2 separate regions of the Hordeum vulgare genome follow, and region 1 is linked to region 2. The links are chromatin contacts, called in public Hi-C maps. All regions are on one chromosome and are shown on one strand. Each heading gives the region's core, a stretch centred on a gene start, on an enhancer-like site or on the middle of the called end of the contact. The rest is flanking DNA. Distances are from core to core; before and after follow the strand shown. Region 1 holds the start of LOC123410708 (transcription factor MYB41-like). Region 2 holds the start of LOC123413340 (anthocyanin 5-aromatic acyltransferase-like).

Evidence for each region. A called contact is a pair of places that touch in the nucleus more often than the background predicts.
Region 1: a contact with region 2 is called in a Hi-C map of leaf, with 2.7 times the contacts expected there. The contact joins the promoter of LOC123410708 here to the promoter of LOC123413340 in region 2. A contact is called at or near these places in 3 of 6 Hi-C or Micro-C datasets (leaf and seedling) and 1 of 1 datasets of contacts at active chromatin or transcription factors (embryo).

The regions. Positions count from the first base shown.
Region 1 is chr7H:472,891,838-472,896,191 of MorexV3_pseudomolecules_assembly, forward strand. It overlaps LOC123410708 (transcription factor MYB41-like), which reads left to right and starts at 1,797. Exons shown (of 3, transcript XM_045103645.1): 1 at 1,797-2,224; 2 at 2,364-2,493; 3 at 2,565-3,552. The coding sequence starts at 1,909. The coding sequence ends at 3,171.
Region 2 is chr7H:472,618,845-472,623,129 of MorexV3_pseudomolecules_assembly, forward strand. LOC123413340 (anthocyanin 5-aromatic acyltransferase-like) reads right to left here and starts at 2,910. Exons shown (of 2, transcript XM_045106282.1): 1 at 2,209-2,910. The coding sequence starts at 2,874.

The DNA of each region.
Region 1 (4,354 bases), core at 547-3,046, 270 kb after region 2:
TTCTTCTTGTTATATAAAACAGTTAATCACACGTATTAACTAGCGCCCGTCATATTTGTAGTAGTTGGTGAATCACACACGTTAAATTAAACCAATCCAACGGCTCACTGCTTGTCTGATACAAAGCATAGTGTTTTCCATGTTACATATGTCGAGGGAGAATATGTTGAATGGTCCATCTTTTTCCCGGGAAGAAGAGAAAAATGGAGAGTAGTGTAGTTAAAGAAAAGTGAATGTCGGATCAGAAAACACGGAACCACAGGAGCATGCATGTTGATGCATGGTCCCTTTTGGGCCAATCCTTTTCTCCAGGGCCGATAGAAGGACGACAATTTTGCTTGATAGTTGCTGCATGGATGAGGACGATCAGTTTGCAGTTGTTCTTAGAACGAAAGGTTAAAGGTGGGAAAAAGTATGGGCGAAGTTCATAAAAGGGAAATTGTTTATGGTACCACACTCACTTGAAAAAAATACAAAGAGATATATTTTATGCTCCCTTCGTCCGAAAATAAGTATCACTGTTTTAGTATTAAATATATATTAACTTAATATTAAATTTACAACATTTATTTTGGGACTAAGGGAGTATATGTTAGTGGACATGCGTTCCATGAGGATGACAAAGTAACATGATTTCACCGAACAATGTTCAGTGACTATGATTTACTCGTGTCTAGATTCACATGCAATGTTTGCCACATGCCATGGTGAGTTAACAAAGCGACATAAATAACTCAGTTTACGACAAGGATAATCAACGTTTCATGAGGCTAGGGGCGGACGAAGCCCTAGCCGCCGTCCCATCTACTTTCCCTCTGCGAAGAAGATGACAAAGAAGATGTATGCTCGAGTGATGGCCTTTCTTAGGCGATGCTTAATGGCGACGTTGGTCATCCGGCTCCACGATCTTCAACAGCGACCCGACCTGGCTAGGTAACCGGAGAATAGAAAGTTGGTGAATGGTCCTGGACGATGGCGAGGTTAGACATTGGTTTCATACCTATCATGCAACGACAGTGGTGATAATTTTTTAGTTTTTCTTATGGTGTCCTCAAGTTTGGTTTGGGGCGGCAAGGCGGCGGTGTTGTCCCAATGTAGAAATATTGTTCTCTGGGCTCTTTCTCCATTCTCTGGTTGTGCTTATTGTCAGCAAAGGACGTGTGGAGTTGTGTCTCCGGTGGGTCTTTCGAAATCCGCCCCGTTCTGATTTTTGGTGGATTCTTCTATATTCAGGTAACTTTTGTTGTCTTCATATATCAAAGCCACTGGCATCTTCTGGTCTGCATATTCGTTACTTCTATAAATCAAGTGTTTCAAAGAGTTTTCTCCACCGTAGCGGAGGCCAGGTAGCATCGAGCTATGCTCATGACGTGCCACCAGTGAATGTAGGAGGAAGAAAACTTGGACACCCTCAAAGATTTGAATGTAATGTTGTTTCGGGTATATGTGTCTATAAGAACCTGTAATGCTTAATACTTCCTCTGTAAACTAATATAAGAGTGATTAGATCACTACTTTAGTTATCTAAATGCTTTTATATTAATTTAGGGAGTGAGTACATGGGTTAGGGATTTTTGCAAAAAAAGAAAAAAGAAAAAAATTAGGCAAAAAGAAACTAGCAAGCTACTAGGCTTGATAGATGGCAGAGAGAGAAAGAGAAGAAAAAAAAGTGGTCAACTGCCCCACCACAGCTGTGAGGCCTATGAGCATGCACCGGTGAAGATTGCCTTATCGTGATCCATGAGCCGTGCATGACCTACACCTTTATTTCCCGGGCGGGGGGGACTTGAGCTACCACTGCACAGCTAGCAAAGTCCCGCGCAACTGTGTGCATGCAGCCAGCGGCAAAGGTAGGGGATCAGATGGACGAGAGGAAGGCTCCCGGGTCAGGCAGGGCACTCTCCCACAATGCGCACCTACCTGAGAGCGACCGCCCGGCCTCTTCCCTCCCGCCCCCTGCTCCTCCTCTCTCCCTCTCCTTATACCTCCGCCTCTCCCTCTCCTCGCTGCCACCATCGTGTCTCCATCCTTGTCCAGCCGTTTGTTTCCCGTATATCCTGGCGGCATCTTACTGCCGACTGCCGATCGGCCATGGCGAAGCAGTCATGCTTCCACAAGAAGAGGATGAGGAGAGGGCTCTGGTCCCCTGAGGAGGACGAGAAGCTCATGAACCACATTGCCATGTATGGCCACGGCTGCTGGAGCTCCGTTCCGAAGCTTGCAGGTATGAGATGACCGACCGTTTGCTTATATGAGCGTGTGCAGCTGTGCTGCATTGCGCGCAAGAATTAGCAGTTTCGGAAATGAAGAACAATTAATTGCGTCGAGTATCTTAATTGGTAGCAACTTGTTGAATTAATTAGGACTTGAGAGGTGCGGCAAGAGCTGCAGGCTGAGGTGGATAAACTACCTGAGGCCAGACCTCAAGCGGGGCACGTTCTCGCAGGAGGAGGAGGACCTCATCATACGCCTCCATTCCATGCTAGGAAACAAGTACGTCACCTGGCCTGTCTTCCAACAATCCATCGAATTACAAATGACATCGAACTGCATTTCTATTTCAGGTGGTCACAGATTGCGGCCCAGCTGCCCGGCCGGACGGACAACGAAGTCAAGAACTTCTGGAATTCGTACATCAAGAAGAAGCTGAGGGAGCGCGGCATCGACCCCGCCACCCACAAGCCACTGGCCGAGGCCACCACGTCGCCCACCGCGTGCCGGGCGGTCTTCGGCGATGCCGAGGTCGTCCCAACGGCGACCGCGCTGGCCCAGGATCAGGTGGAGAAAATGCTGGATAGCCTGAAGATGCCGATGGACTGGCCCGTCGGCAGTGTCGCCGGCAACGGGGTGCCCGAATCCTACCAGGTACCGAGCCTTCAGGAAGGCTGCGCCTTCCACATGGGCGCGCACTGCGGCGCCTTCCCGTCCGCGTCGAGCTCCAGCACGTTGACCACAACCGACGTTGGCGCCACCACCCTGCCATGGCTGGAGCTCGGGCCGACCGACACCATCTCCGGCCACGTCGACCAATACGCCGGCGCTCTAGGCGAGCTCAGGTGGTCTGACTACTTCGACGGCGCCCTACAGGGGCAGTGCGTCTACGACGGCGGCATGGTCGACGACGACGCGGTGCAGTTCGACGACATCCATGGGTTAAGCAACTGGTGCTAATAGTACGTCATATAAATCAACTAATCCAATCAAAGAGCCAGCGAAGTGAAAGCTACAACACTACTTCATCACTGCATGAAAGATTATAAGTTGATATGTACAGGCAAGACAAGGATCGATGGATGGATACTGGCTTAGCCTGAGGCTGAGAACCAAGATACTTCTATACTTTTACATTTTACTACACATTGCAGTACTAGCTGCTGCCGCTGCTACTAGTGAATAGTCATATATACTTGTTCGTGTTGAGCATAATTCATCGTGTGGTGATGATATCAAAAGTGTTTCGCCACACATGTAAGGGACAGGAAATGGTGTTGTACATAGGACAACAGAGATGCCATATATACGGTTAAATAATAATGAAGAGTGGATAAATAATACTCCTACTCCGACTAATCGGACTGATACAGTATTGCCTCGGAGGCTCGGAATATGCCTGGCTTTATTTTGGGTCCCTTATTATTCTCTTTAAAAACAAGGAGGGTCCTCACCACGTCGTTTCTTGGTTTGTCCATTACTTCAAGGTCTGGTCCCTTTGTTGAAACAGTGGTATGGACGACTGTTTTATCTAGTTCTCCATTTCTCCTACTCGCTTCGTTCGGAAATACTTGTCTTAAAAATAAATATAATTAGACTTATTTTAGTTATAAATACATCTATTTTATATATTTTTAGGACAAGTATTTCCGGACGGAGGGAGTATTTGTTACGCGTGACTGTAATTAGTCAAAGAAACCCTCAAAGTAACTAGCCGCAAATCCTATTTGACAGCGTTAACGCAAACACCCGTCTGACCATGTTTGTTGCTAACGGGCGCGCGTAGGGATGGCAATGGATACCCATTACCTACGTACCCTGCGGGTAAAAACCCTATTAGGGTAAGGGTATGGAACAAAAATTTACCCATGGGTATATAAATAGAAAAATCTGACACCCATGGGGTAGAGCGGGTATGGGTATGGGATCATATAACACATACCCATATACTCGTGTACCCATATAAAATCTATGCAAACTCAAAATTATCTCTACAATCTACACAATGTCAATAATTTATGAATTGAAAGTGTATGCCTATGTGTTGTTGTTTATGACTATATGATGTTATTTTAAAAGTATGTGTTGTAGTTATAATCTATCTTTGTAAACTATATCATACAATGCAGTTTATAACTATAAG
Region 2 (4,285 bases), core at 1,660-4,159:
CCTGCCACGGCCTATTCCCACATCCACGCACACCATCATCATCATCATCATAAATTGACTGAGCTAAGCTAGATCTTTATGAAACACATATAATTGTTCGGATGGTGAAAAAATGGTAACGCCAACACAAGATTAGCTTCAATTTGTTGGTGCTTCTTGAGTACACTCCAAGATGAAAACCTTAGATGTGACCCGACTGGGTTATACTTGGCAATGATGATCCTCACCTTATTAAAGGTATTGTTTGAATATGCTCAATTTCTTTAAGATGAAAATTAAGACTGTGGTCTCTGATGGTTGCATCCGATGATGGTGATGTTTTAGCGTCTTTTCGTTCCTGAAGACATTAGTGTTGAAGAACCATATTGTCCTTGTACTGTCACAAAATGATTGGCGTGGATATGAGATTGTTGTAGTTTGCGAATTGCTATTTTGATTGCTTAGGTCATTTTATCCTTCTTTAGACATAATTTTTTATCTTGCATGACTTTGTTCATTCCCTTCGTGTTTTCGTGTGTGTTTATGTTGGATGTATGCACCCTAACTATGTTGGATCTATATTCATTGTGTTTGTATTGTTTGATGCTTCATTTTGAGTGAATAACATTAATCTTTATCAAAAACGAAAATTGCTAAACAAATATGGTTTCCTTCCGGGTGTTTTATTCCTGGAAAAGACGTCGAACGTGGTGCAATGACATGTGAACTATGATCATGCCACGACGTGACGCCTAGTCACGTGGTGCTCGGCTAGGACGACTTAGAACATCTCTAGCAGACTGGTCAAATCTGTAATTTTTTTGTATTTTATTGTTTTGATCGTAAAAAATATGCAGAACAGAAACCGTAAAAATGGTCCAACCACTAAATTTTTTAAGGGGCACGGTAAAGCCACACCTGAAACCCTTATTTTTGAAGGTTGGAAGGCCGATTCTAGGGGGCCCGTAACCGGTTAACACTTGTCGGAGCAAACGCGCCGCCGCGGAATTTACCGGAATCCGTCATAAACTTGCCGGAATTCATCACTGCAGGTCGGAAAAGGCCGCTGGACGCCGCAATCGACCGTTGCCGGTTTGAATTGGACGAGCTCGACCTCGCCATGGCCTCCCATGACGTCAGCCTAGCCGCCGGAATCCTCCCAGCGCGGCAGGCAAAGGGGCACGACTCTGTCGGCATGGCTGGCAACAGAGCAAGTCGCTAACGTCGGAAGCGATGAGGCATGGCCGGCGGGCGACAAGGCGTGGCCAGCGAGGCTAGGCGAGGCCGACGTGTGATGGGGCGCGGTCGACGGGCGACGAGGTGCGACCAATTGGCAACGGGGCCCGTCCAACCTCCGGCGTGGCCGACATGGCTGGCTGGAGGAAGGGGCGGCGGCCGCCGGACCGGAGGAAGGAGCTCTTTACCACAGTTTTACAGTTTCTGTTTGGACATAGCTAAAAGGAAAACGTTGTGCTCCAGCCGGCGGATCGCACGCGGGCGTCCGCCGTCTCGTCCGTGCGACGCGTGTTTTATTTGGACTCATGTAGTTTGCCATTCTGCAACTTAACGTTTCTTGCAGATTGCGTACCGCAACACGTCCTATGTTGCAGGATCTGAAATCTAAATCCCTTGAGGGCAGACGCCTCTCGCTCGTGCAATGCTTGTCTTATGTACGCTCACCTAGTTTGCACTTGTGCAACTTAGCGCTTGAAAATTTCTGCAACACGATCCTTGTTGTAGAAAATATTCTATAACAAATTGTTGCAAAGAAAATATACGGACGTTTACGCAACATGCTCTTTTGTTGCAAAAAAAATTGCAACATAATCTATGTTGCAAAAGGTCATTTTTTAACCCGTCAGTCGGACGACGTAGCAGCGTGCTTGTTTCCGCAACTGAAGCGTTGTTTCAGGATTTTGTGTGATGGACGGAGGCGATCGAGCTGGTGATCGGACGGTGCACGCGTATGCATCGAACCGTTAAAAGGGTGATGGATGGTTACTATAAATCCATCGGTGGATGTCTAGCTAAAATGAACTATTTAAATATATTTTTTCCATCCATATTCGGTTTTTAAATTTGCGAGAGATGCTCTTAGGCATATCCGGCTGCCTAGTTTGTTTTTTTCGAAGCAAACGGAGGCCGCCTGCTTAGTCTGACCACGCGCGCTTGCTCGCCGGCGGCCGAGACGAACGGACTGAGAAGGGAAGTAAAGGGGGAGGAACATACCAGCGGCAGATTGGGCGCGTACTTACGCAGCGTGCTCCTTGTGAGCTCCTCGCCGCCGGGGAGCGCGATCACCGCGCGGTCGAACGTTAGGCCGGCCACAACCGCCTCTGCGGCAGCGTCGTCCCCGCGGCAGGCCGCCGCCCACGCCTGGAAGAACCTCCATACCGACCGGCCGTCGACCACTGCGTGGTGCATCGCCACGCCGACCGCCACCCCACCCTTCAACCGTGTGACCTGTACAGCCAGCACCTCGGCAGGGAGCACGTCGACCTTGAGCTTCGGTACGAACGCCTTGAACGCGTCCACGTCGTGGTCCGCGTCCCCGCCGAGCCGCCCAGCGTCCGCCTCGTCGCTCTCCGCGACGATGAACCGCACGCCGCTTCCCTCGGAGGCGGAGCAGTCGATTGCGGCGTCGCCAGTAGACGGCAGGAAGACGATCCTGCCGGCGAGCGGGGGAAGCCGCGCGAGCGTGGCCGCCAGTGACGCGCGGAGGGAGCCGACGAGAGTTGCGAAGGGCGGGTGCTGGCTCCCGGCGTCGTCGAAGAGGAACACGCGCTGGATGACCGGGATTACGACCCACGGTGCTTCCAACGCGGACAGCCTGAGTAACAAGTCCTCCGGCGGCGAGGCGACACTGTCGAATTCGACGATCTTGACCGTCGGCATGACTAGCGACGAGAGAGACGAGCTTGGTGGAGGTGGCAGCGCCGTCTGAATGAGATTGGTCTGCTTTTTCTTTTCACGCGAGCTCTCGTCCATTCATATCTTTCCCATCCCGACTTCGGTTCTCACACGAGAGACAGCTTCCATATGGCGACAAGATCACCGTCTGCTGCATCTCCATACACCTATGCAATGTAACAAGCAAGCCGAAAGCAGAGCTGCTCGCGCACTGCCGCGACGCAGTTGCCAGGAGGGGAGCACCTACTTCGCCGCCGGTGCTGCAACGGTGCGTTGCACTCCCCACGCAGCAGGCCCGTCTTCACAAATTTGGGGGCCCGGGACGAACTGTAAAATGTGACCCTAAATTTGGAAAATTTCATATAACTAAGATATACATTCAGTTAACTACATTACTTTAAATGTATGTAATTTGATACGATATTTAGAAATATTTCAAAAACTAATACTCCCTCTGTCCCAAAATAACTGTCTCAACTTTATACTAGCTCTAGTATGAAGTTGTACTAAGCTTAAGACACTTATTTTGGGACGGAGGGAGTACTAAAAGAGTAAACTTGATACAAGTAATAAACTAAAGACATGTTCTACCGAAAAGGAAAACAAAAGTCATGATTGAAACAGTACACGAGTGATAAGCCCGTCTTTATTGCGAATAAAACAAAATAAGGCCATATCTTGAAATTTGAACTGGATAAAAAATAGTTTATGACTGAGTAACTATCTCTGAAAAGCCAATCGCAATGAAATCCATAGAACATCCCCACGCAAAAAAAAACCGAAGAACATCTGCCTTGCATGGTCCAAAATAAACATCTCCAAAAACACTTCAAGCAATCTATGTGGAATTTAAACTTTTGAATATAAACATATAAAACAATTTATTATTGATCAGCCTGGACGAAGTACAATGGCTAATGCAGTAATGCTATCTTATTGATTATCAACGTGAATAGTTTCTGTACCAAAATTTAGAATACAGAGAGCATATCTGCATATGTATGATATTGTTAGCAGGACTGAAGGAGGTGCACCTTTATTTTCAGGATCCGTAGAAGCAGATACGTTTCCATTTTCGATAGCAAAATTCGAATTTCAGAAGTTTACCATCTGAAGCAAATCGAATCAACGTGCAGCAAATAGGCTCCGAGCACTCATGTGAGGATTGTTTAGGTTCGGGAAGCACCCACTACCATGCACCATTCATCCGTAGATCACAGGAGAACCAGGCGAGGGCAACGACTGTAGGGCAAGCGATCCGATCGGCTGATAGAATCAGGTCCTGGGCGCAACTGCCGATGGGAAGAGGCGGCTACGAGCGCGATACTGGGAGACCACGATTCAGGCGACAGACGATCGAGCAACCTGCTTGTTTCGATGGGCTCCTGATTGGGCT